3 separate regions of the Rattus norvegicus genome follow, and regions 2 and 3 are each linked to region 1. The links are chromatin contacts, called in public Hi-C maps. All regions are on one chromosome and are shown on one strand. Each heading gives the region's core, a stretch centred on a gene start, on an enhancer-like site or on the middle of the called end of the contact. The rest is flanking DNA. Distances are from core to core; before and after follow the strand shown. Region 1 holds the start of Cux1 (cut-like homeobox 1). Region 2 overlaps Cux1 (cut-like homeobox 1). Region 3 overlaps Cux1 (cut-like homeobox 1).

Region 1 (5,011 bases), core at 1,158-3,657:
TCATTCACCCAAGATGGTTTTTGATTAGTGAATTATCTTTTGAAAGGAGAACATTTTTTTTTCCACTAGAGAAATTATCCTAATTTTTTTCCCTCCCCTCTTCCTGGCCGAGGGCAATAAAGTTTGTACAACCTAAAAATTCTGTTAGGAGAAATCTAAAATTTTATTTAAATAAAGCTTAAGCTCTGGGCCTCCCAATGTAAGCCAGGGTAACATGCAAACGTATAAACATAACTAGAAACGGAACAATTGTATTTAATACCCGTCAAACTTATATCTAAAATATTGCCATGGATTCAGACTCTGAATTCCAACCAGATGTGCTTCCCTTCCATTACACAGGTCATATATATTTCAGTTTTTAAAGTTCAAACCCAGGGGATCGACAGGATAATTAGATTGAGAACATCTGTGGTAAATCCATACCATTTCCCCGACCGTTCCCCACGAGAGGAAATTTGCTTGGCTTAATGCTCCCGCACATTTTGCCTAGCCACTTTTAGGTCAATTTTTTGTCATTCTTGCCGACCACCGCACAAGCGTAGATGGTCTTTAAAATACAAGACAGGGAAAAATCCGGTAAATTCTAAGAGGCTTTTAGGTGGGAAAGGAGTTGCTTCCCGCCTCGATCCCGGTCAAGGCGTGGCCAAGTGCGCGGAGCTGGGGTGGGCACGTGCGCTGGGGGCGGGTGTCGGTGGTGGGGACCCTCAGGACCTGAGTGTAAGGGAGCCGCTGCCCTCTACCGGGCGGTGCTAACGGAGCTGCAGCGCGGCCGTCCGCGCGTTCCGGCTCCGGCGCCTGACACTCAGGCAGCTTGCGGCCACCCGAGGTCCGCAGTGTCCCGCCTGGCGCCGCGTCAAAGCATCCAGACTACAGGCTGGCTCTGCGCCTCCTGACGCCCGCGCGCTCCCACGCACCTGCTTCGGGTGGCTCCTGCCCTTCAAAGGCTGCGACTTGGGGTTGCAACTCGGTCCGGACCGCTGCATAGACACAGAGGCTTCTGGGTGCAGTTGCAAGACCCGGGAACACTTGTATTCTTTAAATCTCGGTGGGACTTTCCCTTCCAACCTCATTCTCCAAAAATATCGATCTCACCGCAACCAAATAGCGCTAAACCCTCAAACTTGGCTCAGAGAGCAATTATTTTCTACTGTCATGTTTGGTATGCCATACAGACGTTATTTACATATAATTTTCAAGATTAAGGAATTTAGGGATTTGTCTTAACTAATTACACGTTCACCGAAGTGCAGCAAAGTGAAAACACTGTGTTCCTACTGTAAACGCAAACTCTCTGGTGTGAATAAATCCATTAAAGATGAAGATCCTAAAACGTGTGCTTTGGGGCTAGAAGGAAATGTAAAGAGAACTTCCTTCCCCACTCCTGGCTTAAATGTGAGCGTTTTTGCAAAACTTGGGAACGAGCGCTCGGTTTCGAGTGCACTGCACGCTCTCAAACTTTCTGCCTGCAAAGACTGAGGCGCGGAGCTGTGTGAACCCCAGAGGAAGTTTCTTGAGTTGTGTCGCACAAGCATGGTTGGGGACAGAGCTGTGTTCCAAGACTTGCCCCAGTCCTGGCAGACGCTGGAGCGGCTCTGAAGGGTGGGAAGGCCGCCGCCACTAGCTGATGTGTCCCGGTGCAAGTAGGGGATTGCAACCGAGTGTGTGTAGGACGTGAATGGAAGCTGTGGCGGCAGCAGCCGCAGGCTCCAAGGCTTGGTGGTCACCCCCCACCCTCCCTTTCACCACGACACAATTGTACTTCCTTGAATATGAAACACTGGTCGCGACCGCTGTGGTCTGGAGGTCCCCCAGCTGGAGCGCACAGGGGAGCGGAGTGAGGTCATCCGCAGCCCCGGCGCACGGGATGGCGGCTGGGGTCTGGGCCGCTGGCTTTGCAGGTGGGCTCTGCTCGCTCCGCGCGCACGGTGCAAAAGAGCGCAGCGCCCGCACCCTGCTGTCGCAGCGCAGTCCACCGTCCCCACGCCAAGCGAGGGGGACTTTCTCCCAAAGCGTTGACCAACAGCGACCGCGACCTTTCCGGGGGGGGTTGGGAGGGCACCCTTTAGGTGAGCTGCAGGGTCCTGAGGAGACCCTGCAGCGCCCCCTCGAGGCCGGGCCGCCGTAGGGTCGCAGCGCGGCCTGGGAGGGGGCTTGTGGCGGGGCGCGCGGGAAAAAGGGTGAGGGGTCGCGAGGGCCCCGGATGCCCGCGCTCGGGCTGTGGAGAGAGAGCGCGGCGCGCGCGCGTCAAGGCCGCCGCCGCCGCCGCTGCGTTTCCCTCAGGCTCTGGACTCCATGGCTGAGGCGGTGGCGGCGGCGGCGGCGCCGTGAGGAAGGAGTCCGCGTCCGCGGTGGCTGAGGCGGCGGCCGGCTCCAGGCCGGGTTTTGGCGCCCGCCCGCCTGCTGCCTCCTGGCGGCTCCTGAACTCCAGCCCCCTCTCTATCAGCCTCTCACTCCGTCTCAATATGTCTCAAGATGGCGGCCAATGTGGGATCGATGTTTCAATATTGGAAGCGCTTTGATTTACAGCAGCTGCAGGTCAGGCTTCTCGGCGCTCGGCCTCGCGCCCGGGGGGTGAGGGCTGCGGGCGGTCGCGGCCTCCCTCAGGAAGGAGGGTGACACTCCGGGCTGCCAGGGCCCTGGCGGGGGTGCTGAGGCGACGGGGGAAAGCAGGAGGGGGGTGCCGGCAGAAGAGCGGGGCCGAGTCGGCGACGAGTCCCTCGGGCTCCCCGGCTCTCATTGATCACTCGGCTTGATCAGAAATTGATCCTCTTTGTTCAATTCATCGATCAGCCCAAGATGGCGCCGGAGCCGCCAGCCGCCACCAACATCTTTGCCCCCCGGTGTCTGCCCCCTTCAACCCCGGAGGGTGTCTTCCTCCCCACCATCATCGCCATCATCATCCTCATCGTCCTCTCCGCCGCCGTCGCCGACCCCGCGCGCTGTCGTTGTCGCGGGACCCCGGTGGAGAGGAAGGGGGAGCGGCGGTCCCCCCCCCCCCCATGGGGGCTCAGTGGGAACTCGCGCGCGCTAAAGAGGGGGACGAGCCACGGGGTGGCTCTGGAGGGGTGGCGGGGTTGCAAAGAAGGGGAGCTTCGGGACGCTAGTCGCCCTCGCGCCAGTCACGTCCTTCCTTCCCCCCCAGCTCAGCCCCGGCGTATTCCCGGGGAAAGTTTGTGGGGAGTTGCTGGTGGGGGGTGAAGCGCCTGTCTCTCGCTCTCTCTCTTTCCTCTGTCTCCTGGAGGAGAGAGTCGCGGACCGCCGCCGCCGCCGCCGCCACTGCCCCGCCGGCGCGGCGGAGCTGGAGCTGGTGGCGCTGTGGTGCCGCCGGCTCCGGGGGAGGGTCAGATCGGCCACCGGCGGCTGGCGGCGGCGGCGGCGACGGCCAGGCTGGCGGGTGGCCCTTGTCGTGGAGACGGCGGGTGGGTTGGAGCTCCTGACTGCTCCTCGATCGGTCTCTGGGCCCAGCGGCCACCAATCTTTTTTCTACTACTCCCGTGAGGGATTGTCAACCGGTGTCGACCGGACCAGGGGAACGGCTACCCGGTGTGGCGGGTCCCTCCCCCACCCCGTTTGTTTACGTCCCGGGGCCAACCCGCAAGCCCCGCGCTCTTTTGTGTGTCTGCTGCGTGAAAGTGACTGCGGAGCTGGATCTGTCCCCCTTTTTTGCGCCCGGGGACTTCCCCGGGAAGGGGTTGTGGGGGAAGCTTTGGAAGGGGAAAACTTGGCTTGCGGGGGGACACCAGTGGGTCGCGCAGAGTGTGGGATCGGCCCCGGAGAAGGGAGAAGGTGCAGGAGGAAGGCTGCAACTTTCCACCGAGCGCAGGCCGCTGCGTGACCCGGTCTCGGGGCGCTTTTCCTCCCGGGTCACCGATCGGTGCAGACAGACTTAGCTGCGCGTCTCAGGGACTTCCAGGGCTCCCCCCTCGGGGATCGGTCGCTTTCATCACTCCAGCCCCTCACTCTCTTTCGCGAAGGGGTGTGTTCTGTCCTCTTTGCAAAAGGGCCCCGGGAACTATGGAGCGCGCCTCAGGTCCGCTCCAAGCTGCCTTCTCCAACCCGGTTCTTGAAAGCAAAGCCCCGGGGGCCCCGCTGGACTGTAAGGAGACTGATTGTGGTTCCCCATCGCCTCGAGGGGATGGTATTGGGGCTTCCCAATCCGCGGCGGAGCTGCCTGCGTGTCCAGAGGATGCTATTCCGCCTGCCACTCCTCATCGGAACCAGCTGCTCGCCCTCGGGGTCCTCCCTGCTAGTGCTAGCCCCGCGTTCACGGCGCCTGGACAGCCCCGGGATTCTGCCAGGTGGATGTTGTGCGTAGCCGGAGCCAAGTTGAAGGTGAGCGGCAAATGAGCCCTCAGAGCTTTGATCATTGGGGACATCAGAGATAGGGGACAGTCTTGTGGTCCATAGAGGCAGCCTTGCACTGTGGGGAGTGTGTGTGTGTATGTGTGTGTGTGTGTGTGTGTGTGTGTGTGTGTGTGTGTGTGAGAGAGAGAGAGAGAGAGAGAGAGAGAGAGAGAGAGAGAGAGAGAGAGAGAGAGAGAGAGAGAGAGATATGTTCCATAACATCTCTAGGGAAACCGCCTTTGCTCCCAACTTTAAAGTGTGCTTGAACGTGAACTTGAGTGAACTTTTCTAACCCAGAGGACTGGTGATACTTATTAACCCACAGCACCCTTAGGAGTCTGAAACAAACGAACTCCACCTGTAGGCCTGTAGGAAACGAAGCCGATTGGATTAAAACATCTATAAGTGGAGTGAAACAACTTTAACTGTGCTTGCTTTTTCTGCCCTTGCCTACGTGAGGACGATAAGGCAGACTCATACTCGTTATGAAATTTCCTCCCGTTTCTCTCTTGACTAGGAAGACTATGTGAAATATGTATTTCTGATAAGATTAAAGCTTAAAGAAGTTTGAGTATTTATTGACTAAAATGGATTACTCCATAGTCTATTGTGTAAATTAGATTCCTGAATGTAATGAACACAGCCGGATGGCATTTTTTGATTA
Region 2 (5,011 bases), core at 1,587-4,086, 210 kb after region 1:
TCAGACCATGGAGTGCTTGCTTGCAAGCATGAAGACCTGGATAAAAGCTGGACTTGCTTACTGCGGAGGTAGAAACGGGCAGACAGATCCCTGGGGCTCCCTGGCCACCCAACTTATAGTAACTGATGCTCAGGACCCAGAGAGAGAGAGAGAGAGAGAGAGAGACCCTGACTTCAAAGGTAAAATCATGTTCCTGAGAAACAGTACTCAAGATTGACCTCTGGCCTCCATGCTCATGTGCGCGTGCGCACACACACACATGCACGCGCGGTTGTGGGGTTGGGGGCACCAGAGGAGACCGGGGGTGTAGTTCAGTTGAGAAACTGCATCCCTCTTCATGGAGCTCTGGATCCATCTGTGTCATCACATAAAACCAGGAAAGAGGGAGCAGGACTAGGACTTCTGCTGCCCCTGACTACATAAGGAGCCTGAGCTTAAAACAGAACGAAGCACCAGAGAAAGCAAGTGTGGCGGCACACACCTGTGAACTCTGGGGGTTGATTCCAAGTTCTAGACCAGCCTAAGCTATTTAGCAAGACCCTCTCTCAAACTAAATACAGCGCACAGCTACCTCCTCTGCATTGTCCTCCTCTCAGTTCTAGGAGGACTGTCACCTCATTCTCTGCTTCAGGTGCAACCTCCTTGTATTTTGTTGAACCAGACATATTTTTATTCCCATGGATGCTAGGGAGAAATCTGTTCTGGGACAGCCTTAAGCATCTCCAAAAACTCAGTAGAGTGTTGCGCCAAGGACTAACGGAGACCCGGGGAAGGGAGTGGGAGACAGAAGAACAGAGACTTTGAGGTAAAGGCTGCTGGGAGAGCGAGTTCTCTGTTCCCCATATACACTGTGGCCTCCAGGGCCTCTAGCACTGGGGCTGTGGAGAGGGATGGAGTGTGGAGAACCGGCCCTATAAGGACTGGGAACACTCACAGCAGAACCCCATGTAGATTTCCTGTCAGTTTATAGGATACACATTGCTTGTCAGTCATTCAGACCATTGACCATCCCCATTTAAAAAGAAGCCACGGGGACTGGGGGATATAACTCAGCTGATGGCCAGGGCACTTGCCCAGGATCCACAAGGCCCTCCCTAGGTTTGGCCTTCAGTAACTAAGAAGCAGGTATAGGGCACATGCACCCACTCCCAGCACTTGGGAGGTGGAGGCCAGGAAGGGGAGGAGTTAAAGCTCATTTTCAGCTATATCGTTAGAGGCCAATCTGGGCTACCCAAGACCCTTGCGGGGGAAGGGAATACAGGTCAAAGGCAACAAGGCCACTTGGAGCCCTCCACCCCCATCCCTAACTGCTGCTTTTGCAGTCGTTTCAGCTGTGCGTCAGCTGGGACTGCTCGGCTGGCTGTGATAGGGACAGTGGCAGTAAAGTTTTCCATGTGTAGGCTTGAAGCAAAATGTAATTAGCCTTTATGCACAGAACAAGGCCCCATTGATGAGTACAGCTGGTCTTTGTTTGGTCCCATCGCTGAGAGTGGGAGGTAAAGTGTTCTTCTTCATGTTTATTAATGCAAGATTCCGTAGACAAATGGCAAGTACAGTTTAATATTTGTTGGAACACAGGGGGGCTTGCCAAACAGTTGTTGTGTGAGCGGATTGCAGGCCCTTACATTATAACTATTGCTGGGTTAAATAAATGGATTATTTCTGCTTTTTTTTTTTTTTTTTTAATGTACCTCCTCAAATGGTCACCCTGGAATCCCGTTCTCTCTGTGTCCCATAGCAAAGGCAGATGTAGCACCTTAAGGACCTTAAAGCAGCATCTTAGGAAGTCTGTGAGCATGAATTTTACCACTCTCCCTGGGGCTGTCTTCAGCAGGCAACATCACCCTGAGAGGAGCCTGATGCTCACGGCGCCACCCACTTCTCTCCACCCGTGCTGCAGTGTGTGTGTGTGTGTGTGTGTGTGTGTGTGTGTGTGTGTGTGTGTGTGTGATGTGTTGTGGTGCTCACATGCAGAGAAGTCAGAGGATAACTTTTAGTAACCACTTCTTTCTCTTCTTCTAATATGTGGAGCCCAGAGATGGATCTCAGGTCACCAGGCTTGGCAGAAAAGCACTTTTATCCATCAAGCTCTCTAGCAAGCCCTAGGCTTTATTGTTTCAGTTTTCCCTCCGCAGTGGGCCTGGGGTGGAGAAGGAGGGTCGTGGAACACCTTCTAGACCACCAGGGCAGAGTTCAGTGAAGACAAGTTTAAATTGCGATGAAAAGCTAGATCCCTTCTACCTAAGGTAGAGGCTGGAGGTGTGGCTCCGAGGCTGCAGTCCTAGCCTAGCCGCATGTGTAGAAGATGCCCTGGGTTCAATCACCAGCACTCAGGAGGTTAAGGCCAAGAGATCACAAGTTAAAAATCATCCAGAGCTACCAAGCAACCTTGAGGCTAGCCTGGACTATAAAATTCTGTCTCAGAAAACTAAAAAACATCAATCTTAAAAGAAGATGAGTATAGCATACTAGAGTGTATGCCCAATATATTCAAGGCGCTGGGTTCAAGTCCCTCTCCCACCAGGGAGAGAAGAGGGAGAGGAATGAATCCTAAGGCAGACATAATCTTTCTATATCTAAGGTTACTCTTAGTTGCTCCCAAACTTTCCTATCAGAAAATGTCATATTTCTTACACTTCTGCATGTTATATTCCTCACCTCTGCTTGTATTTAATGGATAGTATATATGCAAATGCTTCCATAATACGTTACAAAAGCAACATTGATGAAGAAATGCTTGGGTTCATTTCAAAGTCTGCTCTTTGTACAGTGTGTGACAAGTGTGTCTCATACCCTGCAGCACGCTCTGAAAAAGACAAGACTTCCTGTTAGTCAGTAGCTGATTGCTCAGAGAACCCAAACTCTGATTTGCAGGCATGGCTCCCAGCATGACTGTCCCATGGGAAGTATGACTGGCATGCTGGTGAGCAGAGGTGGCAGCAGCCTGCGTACAGATGTTTCTGGACTGTTCCTGGTGGGTTTTCAGATGTCACCACTCTTGCTGTTTATGGCAGTCATTGAGAAAGCTTATACTACGTTAACTGCATGAATGAGGCATGGACAGGCAGCACCCAAGCAGGCTGCTGCCTCCTCCATTCAGCTAGAAGTACTGTTGCATGCCGAGTGCCCAAGGAGTCCAGTAAGGAGCATCAAACCTCCATGAGAGACATGAAAGGCTGATTGCCGCCCTGTGTCTCCTGGGAACTGAACTGAGCCTGGGTCCTCTGAGAGAGCGACCAGTGCTTTTAACTGCTGAACCATCTCTCCAGCTGTCACACCTCCCTTTTGTTTGCTTGCTTGTTTGTTTCTGTGGTGCTTTGAGACAGGGAGTAGCCTTGGCCAGCCTGGAACTCACTGTGTGAACCGGGTCTCAAACTTGTTAAGATCCACCGCACTTTGCCTCTGCCTCCTGAATGCTGGGATTAAAAACATAAACATATACTACACATCCAGCCTTTGCAGGGGTGGGGAGGCATCTCAATCTGTAGCCCAGGCTGGCTCTGAACTTTATGTAGCCAAGGCTGGCTGTGATCCTCCTTACACTACACCTCAGTAAATTTGGAAAGACCGAAGGGAAGTATCCTGAAACCTCAGCAGCACTCTGTCCCCTGTCACTTTAAGAATGTAATTGTTTTCCATCTTTCTCATGAGTCATCAGTTTCCAGTGAGTTGCTGTAATTATCTTGGTTGGATTAATTTCCCTAAAAACAGAGACGCAATCCTGTCTGATGTTTGAGGGTTTGGACCTGAATAAGGATTTCAGTGGAACCTGCCTTATTTCCAGAGGCATTAGTGCATTTGGTAGGATTCCATCCTGCATAAGGGTCCTGCTTCACATCTAAAACTCAGTGTTGGTCTCCGAGGACTTTCCTGTCCCAGTCTCCTGGGGTCTGACCTAAAGAAGAGGTTGGCCCAGCAGACATTTGACTATTACTGTGCGTGTCTGTGTGTGTACCAGCCTGTGCCGTGTGTAAAGGAGCACATGTGTAAGCTGTTAGAAAACAGCCTGTCTTTCCTCGGGTGACCATCCGCACACACACACTCCTTTTATTTCAGACAAAGCCTTTTAATATCCTGGAACTCACCAACTGAACTGGACTCTGAACTACAGGGTCAGCTCCTGTCTAGGGTCCCAGAGCTAGGAATTCCAGTGTTCACCACCATGCCCAGCCTTTTCTCATCATGGGTTCTGGGTATCTCACTTGGTGCTCATAGTGGGACAGCAAGCTCTTTACCAACTGAACCATCTCCCCAGCCCCTGAACTCTATCTACATTTTGAAATTTGAATTAGTTGCCATTTTGGTGCTGGTGTTATGGGGACCAAAAGTTTCTCATTCAAACTATTCCAGAACTGTTAAAGCCTTAATAAATGTGTCCCTCGAAATTTACTGCAGAAGCCAGGCTCTGAACGCCTTTAATCTCAGCACTCCAGGGACAGAAGCTAATGGGTCTGTGTGAGGAGTTCCAGGATAGCCAGGCCTACATAGAGAGACCCTGTCTCACAAGCCAGTAATCTGTATCCTCAGTGGTTTCTGCTTTAGCTCCTTCCTTGAGATCCTGCCCTGACCTCCCTTCAGAAGGGACCATAAGCTGTGAGATGAAATAAACCCTTTCCTTGCCAAGTTGCTCTTGATCACAGTAACAGAGAAGCAAACTAGTATAGTTAGTAACCCCATAGTAACTATAATTTAGTGTAGAAATGCCATATTTGTGCCAGACGCGTGTTTTAAAGTGTGAACCATTAGTTCAGGATATGGGCCCTTGCTAGTTCACCATGACTGATTCTGCAGTGGCGGGAAAACATGCAGAAAACCCAGTATTCAGTGTCCAGCGGAGCTCCAAATGCATGTGTCCTGGAGAATTCGGGTCTTCTGGGCTGGTTACATTAACCCAAGAGAGATACTGGACAGTTGGATACCCACCAAGGACAAGAAGGGCCTCCATTCTAAGAGAGTTTGTAAGAAACATAGTAGTTGAATGTGTGTGTGTGTTCGTGCATGCTTGTGGAGG
Region 3 (5,011 bases), core at 1,621-4,120, 140 kb after region 1:
GCACCAGACTTAGCAGCAAGCACTTTTATCCACTGAGCTCACTGCTCTGCCCCTCTTTTTGTGACAGGGTAACTCAAGTTAATCTTGATCTTCCTGCCTCTCCCTCCTGCTGGCTGAGGTTACAGGTGTATGCTACTCTGCCCAGTGTGTGTGGTGCTGGGGATGAGACTGAGGGCTTCTGCATGGTGGGCAAACACTCGACTGACTGAGCTTCTCCTCCAGGCCAGAACATGCCCTTTCTGGCCACAGGCTCGCATGTCCCCTCATCCCCTGGAAAGTTTTGTCTGCAAAAGGGTCTTGATTGGAAGCTAAGGTGGAGCAGAGAGCTGGGGCTAGGCCACAGCAAAAGAGTGACTGAATCTCAGGTGAGGGTCCTGGTGATGCTCCTTCCACCCCTTTGAGAGAATATACGAGGCGAGTTCATCTTGTTTTAATACAAGATCTTGTTTGATGTAGCCCAAGATGGCCAGAGATTAGTCCAATGATGACCCTGACCTCTTGTATCCCTACTTCCACCTCTTGAGTGTTGGGATTACCGTCCTGTAAGCCGACATCCCAGTTTATGCATTTCCTGAGATGAAACCTAGAGCCTCCTGTATATCAGGCAAGCACTCTACCAACTGAGCTACACTGCAGTGTGCCTAGCCCTGAGTCACGTGTGCATAATGTTAGCTGCTCTGATTACAAGACAGAAATGCCCGCATCATAACCAGGGACAGTGTCCTCCAGCACTGTAGCACAGACGGCCTCAGACTCATGATCCACTTGCCTCGGCCTCCCGAGTGCCGGGATGACAGGTGTGCACCACCATGTTAACCAAGCTTAGTTCGTGTTTCCTTGAGTCTCAGAGAGTCCTGGGTGGACTTAGATAGCTGCACCTGAGAGTAAACGTCTGGATGCCCGGGGCACAGACTTCTGGATAGCCACTGTCTATAGCTGCTTTTTTTTTATAGGTCTTTGTATCTTTTAAAGGTTGTAGCTAAGAATTCTCTATTTTCTATATGGGAGAAGCCTTCTCTGGTTGAACTCCCAGGAGGCACAGCTGAGGTCATGAAGAGTCAGCTGCTGGTCACCCCAAGGGTAGGTGGTGTCCATTCTCCCATCCGCTGGAAAGTGGAGACAGACCTAGAGGCGTATTTCTTTGCTTGTCTGTAAGTTTGACTGCATAGAAGTTTATTGATTGAATACATGAATGGAACATTTTTCTTAGCTAATAATTTTTTTCTGGGTTGGTTGATTAGTTTGGGAGGGAATGTTCTGTTGTTTAGATTGATTGGTTGGGCTTCTGTTTTGTTGCTCAGACATGGTCTCAAGTTTGGCTTTGTTTGAACTCTTGAATTCTCTTGAATTCCTCCTGCCTCTACCTCCCCAGTGCTGGGATTATAGGTGTTTGCCATGTGGTAGGTTTATGTACTGCTACGGCTGAACACAGGGCGAGCTAGGAAAACACTCTGCCAACTTAGCTTCGCCTCCAGCCCTTTCCCAGATAATTCTGCCAGCTTGTCGGAACTTTACAGGGAATATGTCAGAAACAATTCCCACCTACCACGGTATTTACAGACCATTCCCGAGTGTGTGGTACAAAATGCAGGGTGGGGGAAGCACTACTCAGATGAAATTGGTTTGGAATCTTTATTGCCCTGTGCTGTTCTCTTTGGATGTTGCTGGAATGTAAAGTTAGCCCTGTACTTTGACCTATTCAAACACTTAGCCATGCAAACATTTTTCTAGCCCAGGGTGATGGTTTCAGGTCCTTGGTTGATTGGGGCTATAGTCTTCATATGGCAGAGTTATAGATGGAGAAGTTCTCAAGAGAAATAATAGGTATGGAGTTGCTGAAGCTCCATTCAATGGTTGGAGATAAATGAATCTATACTAACCGTATATGGTAATAACAGAAAAGTCTGGGCAGCTGCTTTTGACATCTGTGAACTTCCGTGTGACTCATCCAGCCAGTAAAGCGGCTCTGGACAGCAGCCTTCCACTGAGTGACTGCACAGACGCCAGGCTGATATTCAAGAGTGAATCTCAAGGCTGGCTGAAGTCTACTCAGGCTTAAGAGGCACGAAAAAGGTAGCAAGAGGAATTCCTAAAGTACCTAATTGTTTTTTTGGTTTTGTTTGTTTGTTTGTTTTTCCCTCCCTTTTGAGCCAGTTTCTCTAGGTAGCTCAGGCTTGCGTAGATGATCCTCCCAAGTTTCTGGGTTTATAACATGCATCACCACACCCTGAGTTCAAAAGTATTTAAAGTCATTTTCTCTGCTAAGTGTTACATTTTTTCTTAATGCTTTAAAAATGGCTCTTTAAGTAGTTGACACCCCCATGCCTTCAAATTCTCCATACATACATAATTGGACATGGATTGAAAATATTGAGGCTAAAAGTCTCAACTGTATTGAATGTGCAGATTTCTGCTGTGATTAGTTTATTCCCTAAATGATGCAGTATGGCAGCTGTACACATAGCACTGTTACTATGGCAAATATTGCAAGGCATCTAGAGATGATTCAGGGCTGAGGTTGGTATACACTACAGATAGAACAATGGCCTCCACTCTCAGTGAGAGCCAGCCGGGGACATGGTGGTAGAGACCTTGTCTAGCACAGGTGAGTCCCTGAGTTTCATCCCCAGATCCCTGACTATAAACAGATTAAAATTCACAGTGTGCACTGTGTGGATGTGTACAAGCCGGTTCTGTGTAAGTACTGCCCCATTTGTGTAAGGAACTTCGGTGTCCATGGTATATCAGATGCATGAAGGGCTGAAGCCAGTCCCCAATGGATAATGAGAGGCAACTACTCTGAGCACTTGAGACTAGTGCATAGGGAGGCCAGTGACTCAGATAGCTTGGGGAGATTGAGCATTGGAATGTCCTAGAGTGTGCCTTTTCTCTCCACCCTCCCTCAGCTCCATAGTTGAGTTTGTTGTCAGCAGCACTCACACTGGTCACTCAGGGTGAGGATCAGGGTCAGGATGCTTCATTTTGCCCTGAAGACTTTGCTTCACCTCCCCTGCTCCGTGCAGGCCTCCTTTGAGACACTTGAGAACATCTTCACATAGTTTTAAAGGATTTTAAACTTTGCTTCCAAAGATTTCCGTTCCTTCGTTGTCTGCTTCATCAGACATTTTGTAGGCCATCCATATGGCATAAAGAATTCCATCTAGAAATTAAGAAATTATAGTCTGCGTTTCCTGTGCCAGTAGCTCGCTCTGTCTTATTTTCCATAAGAAATGAGACTAGGAGGAGAAGGGGGAGAGCCATGTGCAAACAGACCTCGTTTAGATTCCCCTCTGTGGACTTGCTGGTTGCTCATGGGCCACTAGGCACCTGGTTAGGATCCAGCCTCCTTTTGATCGTGTGCAGTAAGCATTGTGTCTGCAAGTAGCCTTGCTCATCTTTTATTATTAATTACTCCTGAGCAGCTCTGTGAAGCTACTAAATATTAATAAACTGTATGTGTTCGTGATTGAGACAAAGGAACACCTTCCCCGTGCCTCTTCCTTTTAGAAAGCAAGGACCCATGTGAACGGTGGGAAAAATTGAGGTCAGACTTTCAGATGAGGAAGCAATTGAAATGGAGACCAGATCTGGACAGAACATGTTTAAGCTCTGACTTTAAGTTATATAAACATTTGTTTGTTTGTTTTGTGATTGTTAAGGATTGAACCCAAAGCTCTGGCAATACTACAAAGCAGTTCTTTGGCTGAGGCTGGTCCTTAGCACTTCACTGTGGGGATTCTAGGCAAGCATTCTGAGCTATGCCTCAGTCTGCCTTTAGGACACACACACACACACACACACACACACACACACACACACACACACACACACACGTCCTGTCCGTATTTTAAGATTTGTCAGCTGAGTATTGATACCCTGTGTCTGTTCACATCGGCACTGTTGGGGCTGCCCTCGCTCCTGAGACACTGGTTTGTGGTGTTCTAGTTCTTTCCCACTGTCTCCTGAGACTTTTTCCTCTGATGGGTTGCTCATTGTAGAAATTTACATACAGCCTGAAGAAGAGAGAGTTAAATCAGCCATATCCTAAAAAGGAATATTAGCATGTGGTCTCAGGCCTGTATAACCTTCTGATATTGGGACATACTAATCTACAGAGGTCACCAGGAAAGTGAGACTCGAAATAACAACTCCCAATGTTTTAAGTATGGCTCTGCACTGCCCTCACAGCCTGTTGAGCATGATTTCTTATCTTCACTGTCTTAGTATTTGTGATTATTACCTATTTTAAAACAATTAGTGGGCTGAAGAGGTGGCTCAACTGTTAAGAACACTTGGTGCTCCTCTGTAAATTGAATTTTGTTTCCAGCACCCATATCAGATGACCCACAGTGCAGTGGGAATCCAACATTTTTTCTGCCTTAGGGCACCTGCACACACGTGGACAAACGCACCTTCGGTAATTTGAATAAGCGCGGTCCACAGAGGGTCATATGTTTGAATTGTTGGTCCCCAGTTACTGGAACTGTTGGGCAAGGATGAGGGAGGTGGCATAGTTGGAGGACATGTCACTGGGAGCAGACTTTAGGACTTCAAAAGATTCCTGCCATTCCCAGCGTGCTCTCTGTCTCCTGCTTGTAGTTCTGAGCTGTGAGCTTCCAGCCACCATGCCTTCACTCCACCGTAATGGTCACCATAATGGTCACCATAATGGTCTCTAACCTTCTTGAACCCTAAACCAGTTACTCTTTTGTAGGTTGCATTAGTAATGGTGTTTTATCACAGGAATAGAAAAGAAACCAATACAGCACAGGAATGTAAATAAAAATTAAAATAAATACTTAGGATTATGTTGTATAGGAGGCTCGGGGGCTTAGTAGGCTTTTTATTTGTCACTATAGTCCTCGCATAGCCCAGGCTTTTCTGAAACTAAGTTATATTAACTACAGCTGTCTTCCTGCTTCTACCTTCTGAATGCTGGGATTAAAGCTATGTAGAACTGCTGCTGGCTAGATATAGCTGGCTTTGTTCAGAAGTGTGTTGCAGTCCCCAG

Evidence for each region. Hi-C and Micro-C count contacts between places; a contact is called where the count stands out from the background.
Region 2: a Hi-C map of Schwann cells shows a contact between it and region 1, with 4 times the contacts expected there. The contact joins the enhancer-like site here to the promoter of Cux1 in region 1. A contact is called at or near these places in 3 of 12 Hi-C or Micro-C datasets (the A7r5 cell line, Schwann cells and liver) and 1 of 1 datasets of contacts at active chromatin or transcription factors (oligodendrocytes).
Region 3: a Hi-C map of the A7r5 cell line shows a contact between it and region 1, with 1.9 times the contacts expected there. The contact joins the enhancer-like site here to the promoter of Cux1 in region 1. A contact is called at or near these places in 2 of 12 Hi-C or Micro-C datasets (the A7r5 cell line and hepatocytes).

Annotation. Positions count from the first base shown.
Region 1 is chr12:25,741,564-25,746,574 of GRCr8, forward strand. Cux1 (cut-like homeobox 1) reads left to right here and starts at 2,408. Exons shown (of 23, transcript NM_053860.1): 1 at 2,408-2,538. The coding sequence starts at 2,476.
Region 2 is chr12:25,953,880-25,958,890 of GRCr8, forward strand. All of the region lies in intron 8 of Cux1 (cut-like homeobox 1), which reads left to right. Among named protein-coding and RNA genes, the nearest start is that of Sh2b2, 110 kb to the right of the region's middle. Within about 2 kb of position 2,837, at least 29 of the 93 cell types and tissues checked have an H3K27ac peak or open chromatin away from gene starts, as enhancers often do. A contact at or near this core is called in Schwann cells, where this site is marked.
Region 3 is chr12:25,885,966-25,890,976 of GRCr8, forward strand. All of the region lies in intron 2 of Cux1 (cut-like homeobox 1), which reads left to right. Among named protein-coding and RNA genes, the nearest start is that of Cux1, 140 kb to the left of the region's middle. Within about 2 kb of position 2,871, at least 6 of the 93 cell types and tissues checked have an H3K27ac peak or open chromatin away from gene starts, as enhancers often do. A contact at or near this core is called in the A7r5 cell line, where this site is marked.